2 separate regions of the Mus musculus genome follow, and region 2 is linked to region 1. A link is a contact called in public promoter capture Hi-C data. All regions are on one chromosome and are shown on one strand. The core of a region is the stretch at or near the end of the contact, and the rest is flanking DNA. Distances in the headings are between cores, read along the strand shown. Region 1 holds the start of Gle1 (GLE1 RNA export mediator (yeast)). Region 2 holds the start of Phyhd1 (phytanoyl-CoA dioxygenase domain containing 1).

What was found. Capture Hi-C pulls out chosen DNA fragments and counts their contacts.
Region 2: a promoter capture Hi-C map of adipose tissue shows a contact between it and region 1. The contact joins the promoter of Phyhd1 here to the promoter of Gle1 in region 1. A contact is called at or near these places in 1 of 115 datasets of contacts at active chromatin or transcription factors (pancreatic cancer cells) and 5 of 9 other capture datasets (adipose tissue, embryonic stem cells, liver and 2 more).

The regions. Positions count from the first base shown.
Region 1 is chr2:29,931,915-29,939,350 of GRCm38.p6, reverse strand. Gle1 (GLE1 RNA export mediator (yeast)) reads right to left here and starts at 3,942. Exons shown (of 16, transcript NM_028923.3): 1 at 3,753-3,942; 2 at 3,114-3,341; 3 at 746-856; 4 at 68-216. The coding sequence starts at 3,851.
Region 2 is chr2:30,263,450-30,270,885 of GRCm38.p6, reverse strand. It overlaps Phyhd1 (phytanoyl-CoA dioxygenase domain containing 1), which reads right to left and starts at 4,067. Exons shown (of 11, transcript NM_001252570.1): 1 at 3,945-4,067; 2 at 1,039-1,197. The coding sequence starts at 3,977. Lrrc8a (leucine rich repeat containing 8A VRAC subunit A) reads right to left here. Exons shown (of 4, transcript NM_177725.4): 4 at 7,096-7,436.

The DNA.
Region 1 (7,436 bases), core at 2,693-5,192:
TGCTCTGGGAAAGCATCAAGCTGATCACACAGACAGATACTTGCAACAGGCACTCAGGAAGACTCACCTCTTCTCCATCACTTCCTGTAAGTCCTGGAACTCCTTATGCAGCTTCAGCTCCTTCAGCTCGTCAAACCTCTTTAGCTGCTCCGATGCCATCTCTGAGAGGGCTCGCACCTTCCTCTCTTGCTCCTCCTGCCATTGCCTCAGGCCCTCCTAGAAGGGTCAGCACCTGTTTTCCCTGTGGCACAGCACCTGGCTCATCTGCTCCTGGACCTCCACCCTCCGTCCTTAGAACACAGAAGACTCCAGAGCATGGAATCACCTGCTTTTTTATTAAGCTCTATATTCAAGCACTGACTTGTCCTTGAAATTTTTTTTGTCTTCCTATCTTTTTTTTTTTTTTTTTTGTAACACAAGTTGCTTACCATATATTTTATTTTTCTAAAAAAACACTTTATAGTTAGTTTTTATTTTTATTCTTTTTCTTTCTATCTTTTTTAGAGACAGGATTTCATGTATCCCGTGCTGGTCTCAAACTTGTTCTATAGCTAAGGTTGACCTTAAACTTCTACCTGTCAGAAAATAGAAGCAGACTTCAGTTAGAGTTCACTGTCACACTACCTCCCCAAGTGAGCTGTCAGTGGGTGGCAAATCATGATTAGCATACAGTTAGTATCCTCCCCAGAGAATCTCCCACAAAGTGGCTCTGTAGTGTCAAGCCCCGTCCCCTGCTCTCACTTACTGTTCCTCTCATTCTGTGCGCCAATTCGTACATTCGGATGCAACCTTCCACTTTGATCGCCCGGGAGGACTGAGGTGCAATAGGTTCTGTGAACGGGGACTCATGTGTGCTCTAAATAGAAGATGAGGAAATAAGTAAGCTTTTTTTTGGTTTTTTTTTTTTTTTGGTTTTTCGAGATAGGGTTTCTCTGTATAGCCCTGGGTGTCCTGGAACTCACTTTTGTAGACCAGGCTGTCCTCAAACTCAGAAATCTGCCTGCCTTTGCCTCCCGAGTGCTAGGAACAAAGGTGTGCGCCACCACGCCCGGCATAAGTAAGCTTTGAACATGGTAAACTTATGTTGTCTTTTAGAGACAAAGATCACGTCCTTGCTGGCTTTCTGTTAGAGTAGCTTTCTAGGTGTTCACCTAAGAAACTATCCAAAACAAGACTTCTTCTGGCTCGCAATTCAGAGGTTTCTGTACATGGTCTCATGGTTTCTGTATATGTGTTTCCTGGTTCTGGGCTGTGTTAAGGCAGAACATGACAGCAGAGGCATGTGGTGGGAAAAGCAGCCACCCTTAAGTGGAGGAAAGGGCCAGGGTTAGATTTAGGAAACAAGGACCCAGTTCTTGCTGTTAGCACTAGCGACTGCTCCCACCCCTGATAAACCATGAGATTATGGCCCGTCCCGTCTATGTATCTCTCTGAAGAGAATGACCTACTTTCTCAAAGCTGCACCTTTCAATGTTGCCGCAAGTGGGACAAAGTTCAACACAGAATCCTCTGAGGGACACTTGAGGTCCAAACTCTAACACACCCAACTTTGGAACCAATATTAAATTTATAAGCCACCAATAATGAAAATAATTTAGTGTCAGAATACAGGCTAAGAATGGAGTTGTACACACCGGGCGTGGTGGCGCATGCCTTTGATCCCAGCACTCGGGAGGCAGAGGCAGGGAGATTTCTGAGTTCCAGGACAGCCTGGTCTACAAAGTGATTTCCAGGACAACCAGGGCTATACAGAGAAACCCTGTCTCGAAAAACCCAAAACAAACAAAAAACCCCAAGAATGGAGTTGTACGAGAATTCTAAGTACTTGTGAGAAAACTCCAAGAAAACAAGAGTCTTGTGACCTCAGTTTCAACACACAGATGTGTTCTCAGAATATGCACTGCCCCCTCCTACCTGTAGCAGATAGGAATGGGTTTAATTCAGATTATTCATTACAACTGGCTAATATTCATTTAAATTCATCTAAGGAAAAAGGAAAAACGTTTTCCCACTGGTGGCTTGTCCTTGTGACTGAATACAGTACCCAGGTGACTTTTCCCTCAGAGTATAAGTTATCTGAATCTCTGAGTAAAGTTAGTTATCATATGAGACATCAGTCTTCCTCGTTTTTTACGCCCTGCTCTCCCAGGTTCATGCTGCCAATGAGAACAGTCAACAGGGAACGCTGTGTATTATGACATCAACTTTGCTATGTTGTTCCTCTCTCTCTCTCTCTCTCTCCCCATTCCTGGCCCTAACTCATTTACATTCCATCTTCCCCAAAAGGCTAAGAAGCACAAAACTTTCGTTTCTTTGTTTGTTTGTTTGTTTTAAAGACAGAGTTTCATTATGTAGCCCTGGCTGGCCTAGAAGTTGCTCTGTAGACCAGGATGGTCTTGAATTCACAGGACCCCACCTGCCTCTGCCTTCCAAGTGCTGCACTTAAAGGTGTGCACCACCACACCTGGTGTTACACTGCTTCTCTTTAATAAACTGGTGTTTCTTCTGTGCTGGGGAGATAGATTAATGGGTAAAGTACAAGCAGGGAAGGCCTAAGGTTTGACTCTAATGATCCTTATAAAAATGGCATGGTGGCATGCACTTAAGAGTTCCAGCACTAGGGCTGGTGAGATGGCTCAGTGGGTAAGAGCACCCGACTGCTCTTCCGAAGGTCAGGAGTTCAAATCCCAGCAACCACATGGTGGCTCACAACCATCCATAATGAGATCTGACTCCCTCTTCTGGAGTGTCTGAGGACAGCTACAGTGTACTTACATATAATAAATAAATAAATCTTAAAAAAAAAAAAAAAAAGAGTTCCAGCACTAGAGAAGAAGAGACAGGATGATTTCTGGGACTACTGGCCAGTTAATCCTAATTGATGAGCTCCAGGCCAATGAGGGACACTTGCCTCACAACCCAAGATGAGGCCTCTGAGACTCAAGACCTAAAGTTGATTTCTGGCCTCCACACACATGCGCATACACGCATACCAACAGTGGATGATACGATGATATGGGAAACAAATCGTCTCCCCCAAGTCACTGTCATGTGACTAAACATTTCAACCTTGCAGCCAACAAGTCTTTTGTCTTAAGCAAATTAAGCCTTACCTGGGTTCCATTTGGTGATGAGGGTGACGGGGATTGTGGGCTACTTCTGACAGGAGATTTTAGTAGTGAGGATTGGTACAAGCCAGATGCAGATCCAGAGGATGGTGAATTATCAGAAGAAGGAGCACTCTCTTGCGTGTGGCCTGAGGTGTTGGGTAGGATGTGATCTACCACCCATCCAGAGTAAGAAGACAGTTTGGGAAGAGACATGCATTCTTCCAAAACATCCTAAAGAGAAGAAGGTTAAGCCTATTTATTTGTTTTTGTTCTTCTTGTTGTTGTTTTCTCTTTTTGGTTTTTCGAGGCAGGGTTTCTCTGGGCATCCCTGGCTGTCCTGGAACTCACTCTGTAGACCAGGCTGGTCTCGAACTCAGAAATCTGCCTGCCTCTGCCTCCCAAGTGCTGGGATTAAAGGCGTGCGCCACTATGCCCGGCACGGTTAACCCTATTTGTATGTCCATTGGTAAGTATAAGACATTATTACATGTGATGCTTAACAGCTGAAGGCCCAAGCAAATAAGTTAATACAGAAGATAAAAAAAAAAAGGATCGCAGCCCGTCCCGTCCCGTTCCCACTCCCGGTCCTCCACCGCGGTCACTAGGGAGCCTGCTAAACGCGGGCCGCGGGCCGCCGCTCACCTCGTAGCGCAGCAGCCACTCGCGGTCGTAGCGCAGGCGGCCTTTGCTGGTGTTGCGGAGCGCCCTCAGAGTTTCCCAGCAGCGACCATCGGACGGCATGGCATGTCACCAGCTGACACGACTGACAACAAACCCTCGAATCCGCCGCCGAGGTGGCGCCGCCTTCCGCTTCCGGGGTGTCCGCCCCACATCCGGCGCAGCCTCTCCGTAACGGTCGCAGAACCTGTCCGTCAGCAGCGCCCCGCCCACTAGTGAGCGCCGCCCCCTGGCCAGAGCAAGAATGCGGGATTGAGGCTAAACTAGCGAGCCTACGTGGATCTGAATCTCAATGTAATTTCTCGCAGTCACAATTGCCAGGGTGATGCTCTGCGGTTTTTGACCCATCTACTGCTCATGAGTCCGTGACAGCGGTTTGAGGTGGATAAGAACCTCAAGAGAACAAGCAGTATTTTTTCTGTTCGGGCGTTAACAGTCCTTACTGTCCTTGTGGTGGAGCCTGGTTCATTTTCCAACACCCCATGATAGCTCACAACAGAAACTCCAACTCAGACGGTTCCATTGCCCTCTTTGTGGACTTTTACTCTACGCACGCACATCATACATACATACATACATACATACATACATACATACATACATACTTTTTTTACTAAAAAAAAAATCTTTGGACTTCTAATAAAATATTTTACAAACGTTAATACAAGAGTCCCCCAAGAATGATCTGGGTGAAGCGTTACATAACTTAAATCCCAGCACTCAGGAGGCAGAGGCAAGCAGATCTCTTGAGTTCCAGGCCAGCCTGGTCTACAGAGTAAGTTCCAGGACAGCCAGGAAAAGGCCTAGCTAGGAAAAAAACTTCCCAGGAATGGACCCCAATCCAAACAGTTCTACAGCTCAACACTGTGGTGCACAGCTTACACTAGTTCAGAAAATAGAATCGAAATTACATACCCACACATGCATGTGGTGGTCTACATTTGACAACTTTTTTTTTTTTTTATTGAGAAATTGTGTAGGAGCCAAGGCATGGTGGTGCATGCCTTCAGTCTTGGCACATGAGAGGCAGAGGCAGGGGATCTGAGTTGAAGACAAGGCTGGTCTACATGAGTTCTGAGCCACCCAGAGCTATATGGTAGGACCCTGGCTCTCAGGAAAAGGTATATTTATTTTCAACATGTATGAAAATGTGCATGTGATTACCGTAGGTGCCTTCTAAGACCAGAGGAATCGAATGTCAAAGGAGCTGGACTGTTGCTGGTGGATGTGACCACAAATGTGGTCAGCACCTTAGCTGCATTTCTCCAGCCCACCTTGATAAAGTCAAGGTTCTTTCCTCTGTGTCCTGGATGGATGCTTCCCCTCGCACAACCAGTAGTTAACCAGTGAACTCTCTCCAGCGCCAATCTCTGGAATTTTGGACTTGGGTGAGAGTGGCTGAGATGCTATAGTTACCTGAATGAGAATGGCCGCCATAGGCTCATGATTTGACTATCTGGTCTCCAGGTGTTGAAACTGCTTGGGAAAAATTGTGTCTTTACTAGTGGAGGTGTTCGTTAGTGTAGGCTTGGGGGTTTCAAAGGACTTGTGATTCCTGGTGCTCCTCCGATGCCTCCCAGTGTGGATCCAGATGTGAACTCTGTACTATGTAGTCCACAATTACGAACTCTAACCCTCTCAAACAATAGGCCAAATTCAACTTTTTTTTTTTGTGGCCAGGATGTGGTGGTGCATACCTCACTCTGTAGACCAGGCTGGCCTCGAACTCAGAAATCCGCCTGCCTCTGCCTCCCGAGTGCTGGGATTACAGGCGTGTGCCACCATGCCCGGCTTGCCAGTTCCAGAACTGGTCCTGGGATGCAAGTGTTTTATTCTACATGGATCTTCAAAGCAGCATCTTTTGAGAGAGCTTGAGCTGATGTTGGATCTATGAAGGTGGCAGAGTACTGGAGCTTTGGCTAGGACTGAGTCTTATCTATGGAGCTGAGTCTGATGTGTCTAAAACTGCTACAGATTGAACTGGGTCCATGGCTTTTGTTGATGAAAATGGACCAGTGGTTGCTGTAGTCTGGGTATGGGCAGCCAGCACCACACCCAGAATGTTCCCCAGGACCAGTCAAGACTGAAGAAGGGATGGGAAGATTCCAGGGGTGCTGGGTGGAAAGAGGGAGCCAACATCTGCTAGGCTTGGGGACACAGGATCACTGCTGGTGCAGTGAGTGTGGGCTCTCCCACCTCAATTCCCAGGAGATTTTATATGTTTTTGGGGATGCTCCCGAAAGTATCTAGACCTCCTGTTCTTAAGCCATATCCAGATCTGGTATTCCATCACATATACACTTTGTGCCAGCTCCTGGCATTGTTTGAAGGAAGGAGACTTGGACTTTACAAAGAATTTTTCCAGCTTACTCTTTTGTTCTGGGCTATACCTGGTGCAACCTCTCCACTACTTGATAGACTTTTGGGGAACATGTGGCCTTGGAAAGACCTGAGGAGCCACAAGTGGAGCTGAGGGACAGGGGCAAACTTGAAAGCCTGGGTTCACTGGGGATCCTGGAGACATCTGTAATCCTTCAAGATGTGTGTGTGTGTGTGTGTGTGTGTGTGTGTGTGTGTGTGCATGTGGGGTGTGTGTGTGTGTGTGCATGTGGGGTGTGTGTGTGTGTGTGTATGTGTGTGTGTTGTGGTCTTTGGCAATAATGAGGCATTAAGGGGACCTGGATCCACTTAGAGACATTCAGGTAATATAGGGTGCTTTGGGGCATTTGGTGAAAATGAGGCACTAGCAGGGCTGGAGGCATTTGAAGATCTGGGGGACAATGAAGGTCTAGAGATCCAATGTGTAGGTAGAATTTGTGGGGGAGCATTCTGCATTGGAAAGCCTGGAAAATCAGGTGGCCCCCCCGCATCTTAACATACTTGGTTGGTGATGGTGGATGGGCAGGGTCCTGAGGCTGGAGAGATGAGCTGGGTCAGCAGTTGAACACATGTTACTCTTATTGAGAGCATGGTTTCAATTGCCAGCATGCATGGTGGTTCTCAACCATCCCCAACTCTAGTACCAGGGATGCTGATGCCCTCTTCAGAGAGCACCAAGAACATGTGTGTGTTTCACAGCACATACATACATGCAGGCCACCCACACATAAAATATGTACACAAATCCAATTTAAAATGAATGGGGGCAGGGGGTAGTAGTGGCTCATGCCTTTAATCCCAGGACTTGGGAGGCAGAGGCAGGTGGATTTCTGAGTTTGAGGCCAGCCTGGTCTACAGAGTGAGTTCCAGGACAGCCAGGGCTACACAGAGAAACCGTCTCAAAAAACCAAGGGAAAAAAAATGGAAAGAAAAACAAAAACCAACCCTAGGCTCTCCCATGTGCACATTCTAATCAGGACTACACAGAGAAACCCTGTCTTGAAAAACAGAGGGAAAAAAAATGGAAAGAAAAACCAAAACTAACCCTAGGCTAGCCCATGTGCACATTCTAATCAAGTGTTCTCTCCCACGAATTCAATGCAGGAAAAGAAAAAATGGCCCCAAATCTTATCACCCAGAAAGTGGGTAGCATTTAATAGCAAACATAGGCACACCCCACACCTATGCTTGTAAGTGATCCTCCGCAAACCCTAAGCATCGAGGCCTGATGGGTGCCTAACCTCAGGCCACCAGATGGTTTATCTTCTG
Region 2 (7,436 bases), core at 2,818-5,317, 330 kb before region 1:
TAGAGTGACCAGCCTAGAACTCACTGAGATTCACCTGCCTCTGTGTCCTGTGTTGTGTGCATTGGTGTTTTGCCCACGTGTATATCTGTATGAGTATTGGGCCCCTGGAACTGGAAGTACATGAGCTACCATGTGGGAACTGGGAGCTGGGAATTGAACCTTGGTCCTCTGGAAGTGCAGCCAGTATGCTCAACCAATGAGCCATATCTCTAACATCACCCTTTCTTCTTTCAACATTCCTACCTCTGCAACCACCGGACTGTTAGAGTCTTCTCGGTAAGTAACTAGGGAGAGGGACAGGGTTCGGCCCCCTCATTCCTTAGAGTGTGTCTGTCCTGCTAGTTGGAAAAATTCTCAGTCTGTTATGTGTCTTCTTCTGAAGCCTCCATCCTTCCTCCTCCCCTCTCTGGGAGAAAGCAGTTTCTGGCTGCTGTAATTCTATTTATGTCCACCAGATGGCAGAAGCCCCTTGGCATCAGTATAAGGTGAGCCCTGTTGCCTGAACCACTAAAAAATTCAGACTAAGAAGGGTTAAGGGAACTGGTTGGAAGAACCACCTATCCTGCCAAACTGTGTTGAGTCTGAGGAAGCAAGAGGCCTTCCTAGTCTGGTTGGGAGATGACTCACCCAAGAGTGGCCTATCACAGGGCTCACTCTGGTCACAGAGAGTTCTTTGTGACCAGAGAATTTGAGAAACTGCAGCAGGTCAACGACCAGCATCATTTGATATCAGAGAGGTGGATTCAAGTCTCTATCAGTTACAAACTGTGTGGTTGGAGCAGCACAATATTACCCAGAGAAAAGCCCCGCTTTTCCCATTGCCAAGCGAGAATAATAATAGCCACCTTATAAATTCATAGTGTGGAGGAATACAGCACAGCTCTTTAGCCTGGTACCCGGCATACAGATGGCTGAGGTCTGATCCCTTGTCAGAAGTCTGTGTGTGGCCTTAGGGTCCTCCCGTCCAGTCCAGACTGCTGCCTAAGACTGAGCACCCACCAAAACCAGACGCCCACCCTCAGCGCCCCAGGTACCTGCCTGGGTTTGAAGTTGCTCATCTTCCTGGGTGGAAAATTCTGTCCGGCAGTGCAGAGGGACATCCATCTCAGCTACAATCTCACCGATCCTCTGCTGCATGGCCACACACTCATCCGCTGTGAAGAATCCTTCCAACAGCAGAAACCCGTCCTCCTGGAACTGCAGCAGGGACAAGACTCAGGCTCCTTCCGCCCTCGCTCATTCCTTATATCCATGTTGGACCACAAACTCGAACCAAGATCAAGTGTCCTGCTCATGGCTCTGCCCCCCACCCTGGACATGGGCATCCAGTGCTTAGTGAGGAGCCGTCAGTACTGGCTGCTTGCATCTTATCGAGGAAGGGGAAGTGGCAGCTGCCTCTGCTCTTGCCCTCCAATGGGTTTGGGACATACGGAAACATTTGCTCATTTGTGTGTTAAAGTGCAGGTGTGAGTGTAGAACATGTGTGAGAACTGCAGGTGCGCATGTGCAGGGGCATCAGGAGAGGACATACGGTGCCCCTCTTCCACTTTCTATTTCTGAGGCTCTCCTTGAACCTAGGCTGTTTTCTTCATTAGACTGGCAGCCTGTGAGCCCTGGCGATCTGAGCTGCAGGTGTGTGCAGCTCATGGAGTGGGTGCTGAGATTTGAACTCTGATCTTCATGCTTGCAGAAGCACTCTTAACCACCGACCCCGCCTAACTCCCTTGTTTTGTTTTTATTTGTTTGAAGACAGGGAGGCCTCAAACTCAAGATCCTCCTGCCTCAGCCTTCTAATGCTGGCTTTGGAGGCTATTCCAATCCCGACTAAGCATTGCGAGTACGAGACAGCTTCAGCAGATGGACATGTGATTATGAACCAGCCACCCTCCACACTCACACAATTTATAGTCCAGTGAAGGAGACCCATGCATCCCTTACCATCAGACAAACATACCATCCCACATCACACTGACTTACAGGGAGACAAGGGCAGGGTTTTGAGAATTAAAGGCAAAGAATCTACGAGGTGAAGGGGTCAATGGGCAGCTTGGAGGAAGTGGGGTTAAAGGAAGAGCAGAACATTGGGAAGCAAAGAGATAGGAAAGAGCATTAAAGACAGAGAACAGGAAGTACAAAGCCTGTGGGCACTGGACGACTGGGAAATTGGGAAGGGCTGGAGCACAGGGTGAGGGGAGGATAGCCAGGGGAGCAGACAGAAGGGAGAGTGAATTTGCCCATGCTATGGCTTGTCCTGTAACCCCAAACCCATGCATTGGAAATTTTATTTCCATTGTGTTACTCAGTGTGGGCCGGCAGGGGACTGCCAGGACGCTTGAGTCAGCACCAGCACTAGGAAGGACAAGGCTAGAAAGTCCCCAGTCGCAGGACCTTGCTGGCTTTCTTTCTCCTGAGTGAGTGTGGGGAAGGCTAGGGGCTGTGAACACAGATGCCTGATTCTGACTTTGCCCCAAGTCTCTTTATTCTGAGGCTAGCCTAAGGTGCTGAGGCACATTACGTGTGTGACTGGGTCGCCTCTCAGAAGCTGACTGCTTGCTAGCATGTACAAGGACTGGCTCCTGTTCCCAGCACTGAAAACAAACAGAACCAACACAGTAAGGGACAGAAAGCAAGGATGTAAGCGTGGCCAGGCATGGTGGCCCATGCCTTTAACCCCAGCACTTAGGAAGCAGAGGCAGACAGAGCTCTGTGAGCTGAAGGGCAGTCTGCTCTACAGACTGAGTTCTAGGCCAGAGCAACAAACCATCACTCAGGGTTAACACAGGGAGGCCCTCCATGCTTGAAATCATAAAAACTGAACAAAAGTTCAGCACAAACTGTACAAAAAAATACTGACATGGGGCTTTGTCCCTCAAAAGATAGCCTGTGAGACAGAAGGAAAAGACAGACAGACTTCCACTACATATTTAGTCACAGACAAATTTGGGAACTGTGGCAGCAGTGGCAGCTGTCAAAAGAGAGTAGGTCTGTGTGAGTGCGTGTGGGTTGGGTGATGAGTGTTTGTCTGTGTGGTATGTGTGTGCTTTTATGTATGTGTCTCTGTGTGTATGTGCACATGGGTGCATTTGTGTGTGAGTGTGTGTGTGTGGTGTGTGCATGCATATGTATGTGTTTGTATGTGAGTGTGTGCGGTATGTGTGTGTGCATTTGTATGGGATGTGTGTGTGAGTATGGTGTGTGTGTGTGTGGTGTGAGTGTCTGTGTATGCATGATGTGTGGTGTGTGTGGTGGTGGTAATAGTGGTATATGTATGTGTGTTGGTGTGTGTGTAGTCTGTTTGTATGTGTGTGTTTATGTATTGTGGAGTGTGCCGTGTTTATGTGTGGTGATATGTGTGATGTGTTTGTGTATGTGTTTTGATGTGTATGTGGTATGCATATGGTGTGTGTGGTATGTGTGTGTGTGTGGGGTGTGTGTGGTGGTGGTGTGTGTTTCTGTATGTGTTGTGAGTGTTGGGATCAAATCTTGGAGCCTAAAGCAAGCACTCAACTGCTAAGCCCCAACCACAGCTCCAGGAGGGACTTTGAAACAAAGATCCTCGGCTAGATCTAATACATTAACAGTCCTGGCATATGAGATTGGGGGTGGTTAACTTAAAGTGTGCGTAGTCCACCCCCTGTATGGTAGGCTTTCATAATGAGCTGACCTAGCTACTGGCCTGCCCTATCCAGGCCTTCATCAACAGGCCCCTGGGGCTAGCTGGATTAGATAATCTGAATTGTGGTTTCTCTACCTCCTAGCCCCAACCCCCACTGTATCTGACCGGGGAGATGGCACCTGGGGAGGTGGTGTTGTGACCTGGCCCTCTTGGGCTTTGTTCGCAGAAATTAGGGTTGATATGCAGGGATCTTTCTCTCCTTTGTGAAATGTCAGAGGTAGTTCAAAGGTCACTAGAGGTCTGCACCCTCCAAACCACGGGCCCCTACCTTCTTGAGTTGTGAGGGACTCAGGCAGGCCATGGGGAATACTGCAGGACTCAGCTGGCTCAGCTCGATGGCTCCAGGGCTGGAGAGGAGAAAGTTCAGGAGGGGAGAAAGACCAGTGACTGAGGCCCAGAAGGATTTAACTCTTACCTACCCAGAAAATATTCAACCCCATGCTCCACCCTTCCAAACAAATCCAGTCTGTGCCTTCCACCCAGGGCCCAGTCCCTCCCCTTGCTCCTCCCCCATTTCTGACCTTGGAGGTGGGCCCAGTCTCAGCCCTGGCCCAGCCTCCAGTTAATCCAGGATTAGCTTTTACCTGTTTTCTTTCATAGGCTGGCTTGATCCCTCAAGTCTTTCTCTAAAATTCACTCCCGGGCAGTACTAGTGTGTCTAGTGTGGGCTGGCAGGAGACTGCCAGGATGTTTGAGTCAGCACTAGCACGAGGAAGGAAAAGGCTAGAAAGTCCCCAGTCGCAGGATCTAAGTTTACCCTAGAGGGACATCTGTTAGACTGCAGGGCTTGGGCCCTGAGTGGCTTTGGACTGTGAAGGCCAAAGGGTCCTAGGAAGATAACTTTGTGTGCTTCTTCAGCTTTGATCTGGAGCCTCTGGATGCTGGAAGAAAGTCTATGAAGAGGTGCTAAGGAAAGGCAGATGAGCGTCCTGGGGAACAGAGCCAGGGGCCTCGGGATGAGGAAAGATAGAGATGTTTTCTGCTCTCCAGCCTCAGACCCTCAGACTGGTGTCTACGGTGGGGTGGCAGGGTGGCCAGAACCACAGTGAGCTCTGAAAAGCTGCTCACTGGCCTTCCCAGAAATGGTGCTTTGTACAGCCAGGGGACAGAGTGTCTCAGGAGTCAGCAAGGGGACATACTGCTCAGCTGTCAAGAGCCTTGGCTCCTGACCAAGTGTTTTTCTGGGCCATAACAGTGGGAGCTACTGCTTTGTCTGGGCTGTCCAGGCCTCAAGAGAGCCAGTGAGGGCTGTGGCCACTGGCCCCTAGGGCTGATGGAAATTCTCTCGGGTCAGGCTGGAGAAGGCTTGGAGACAGACCCGGGAAAGTCACAAGGCAGGGCAGGCAGAACTTGTCCTTTCTGATGCAACCGCTGAGCAAAAACAGACACTCTACCAAGTTCCAGGAACAAAGAGCAGAGAAGGCCCCCGCTGCTGAGCCAGCAATGGCCTGGGGACCTCACCAAACCAGGGGGGGGGGGGAGGCTCAGCCAGACAGGTGGTCCTTTACTTTCTCTGCAGTGGGTGTCTAACAGGCCAGGGTGAACAGCAAGTACTACTCACTGCTGATAAGCAGCCTGGGATTAGCATCTAGGAAGTGCCTTCCCACTGCTTCACCCAATGCTACAGGGTGAGCATGAGTGGGTGGAAATAAAACTTATTTCTTCAGTTTCTCCAAATTTTCTAAGTTGTTCTTGAAGGTAGGGATTAGGCCCACACTGTGGTTTTAGGTAGGGTGGTGAGGCCTGGGTGGATGGGCAGGCTAAGGGGCCTCTGTTCTATTCACTCTGCTGGCCTCAGGGGGAGGGTGGGTGGTGTTCCCACATCTCCTTTTTTTCCTCAGAAGCTAACCAGTTCCAGACTGAATTCTACAGGTCTGGGGCAGAGGCCAGAAAGTCTCTCCCAACCCCCACTCCTACTCCTGGGTGGGGTAGGGGCAGTGGAACTGGATTAGACCAGACCAGACAGGACAGGAAGTTCCTGGACTGGAGGTATGTAAGAGGGTCTTTCTGTGAGTGAAGCCCTCTGTCCATCCTCCCTATCTGCAAGCAGTCCACAGGGACAGAGACGACTCAGGTCTGAGGAATCAGTGCCTGTGGAGCTCAGGTGTCCTCTTTGATCACACTTTGGCCTCTTCCTCACCTAAATACTTGTGAAGGAGGGGCTCCTCATAGGCACATAGTCCAGAAGGCTGCGGGGAGACTTCTGAATGCTATGGCTTGACCTGTAAGCCCAAATCCATCCACTGGAAACTTCGTTCCAGCTGTTTTGATAGACCATCAAATGGCCCTCTCTGCTTCTCCTGTAGGTCTGCCTGGGAAACTGTGTAGTCCGTAACTGGCTTTGGCTTCTGGCCATCTTCCCGACTATATTTCCAGGCTTCTGAACTTACGGGTGTGCCTGGAGTACACTGGGTTTAGACGCATAATTAAATTCAACACCTCAGGGAGGCAGGGCATAGTGGGAAGTGTTTGGTCCACCCTCACAAAAGGATTACCCTTCCTGAGGCCAGGCTAGCCCTCAAGCTCCCAATTCCTGTGATGTTCAGAAGTAGCATGTATTCCTCACTGGGTACAGCTGTCAGATCCTGAACTTCCAGCTTCTGAACCTAAGGAAGCGCTCCTCCGTAGATCACCCAGAAGTTAGGGGTTGTAGCTCAGCAGAAGAACAGAATGCCTGTTCAGCATGTTCAAGGTCTTAGGCTCTATTCATAGCAACGCCTCCTGTCCACCCAATCTATACACCTTTCTTACATACTACTGTATAACTACAGCCCCTTTAAATAAGCCTGCCCGTGCCATTATTATTCCAATGCAGGAGGTGGTAAGCAGACAAAAAAAAATTAAAGGAACTGGAATCTGCTCTCTCAGAGCCTCTGCCCTTGACCCTAGAAGGGGCTTGGAGCCAGGGAGGCCTCCCAGTGGTTGACTGCCAGCCTTACCTTTGCAGAACCATGAAGCGTTGGGAGTTGGAACCCCAAGCATCTTCTGAAAAAAGGGTAGAGACGCCCAAGGCACAGATGGGGATATAGAGGCCACAAGAGGGGAGATGGGCTCAGCACAAGACAACTGGACTGGAACCAGGACTTCTGGCTGCTGGCTCCTATTGTAGATTCTTCTTCTAGCCCTGACCAATCAAAGCTCGTGAGGGCCTAAATAACAAGTGCCTGGGACAACAGAAAATGTGCTGGCCATAGACCCCTCGTCAGGAGCTGACATGGTTGACCACGCCCGGAGCTTACAGGTGCTCTGACTGGCTCACCACATCTGGCAACTGCCTCCACAATGCTCAAGTTTCACAGGGCAGAAAAGTGAGCAGAGCCTGAGCAGTGGTCCCTCAATAAACTAGTCAAGCAGGACCAAAACACCCCAGAGAAGTGAAGGGACACCCCGAGTTCTATGGCATGGAGACCTCCAAAGGCAACTGTGTTATAGATTTATTTGATATCTGAACTGAGTCTACAAGTCAGACCCACGTGTAACGGATTGCTTCATGGTTGTCAAAGGCTAGTGTGCAGTATTTCCAAGGGTTACATCCATGACACGACGCAGAAAACACAAATGGACGGAGAGACAGACATAATCATTAAGACAAGAGACGCTAAAACGTGCCTTAGTGTCCATGTGATTGATCTAAGGCGAGGACCCTTCTAAGTGGGGACCCTAGTGATTGATCTAAAGCAGAGTGGCTTACCGCCACTAGACGCTAAACTGTACTGTGTGCAAACCAGGTGCCCAGTACAAACTGTCCTGGAACCCTAAA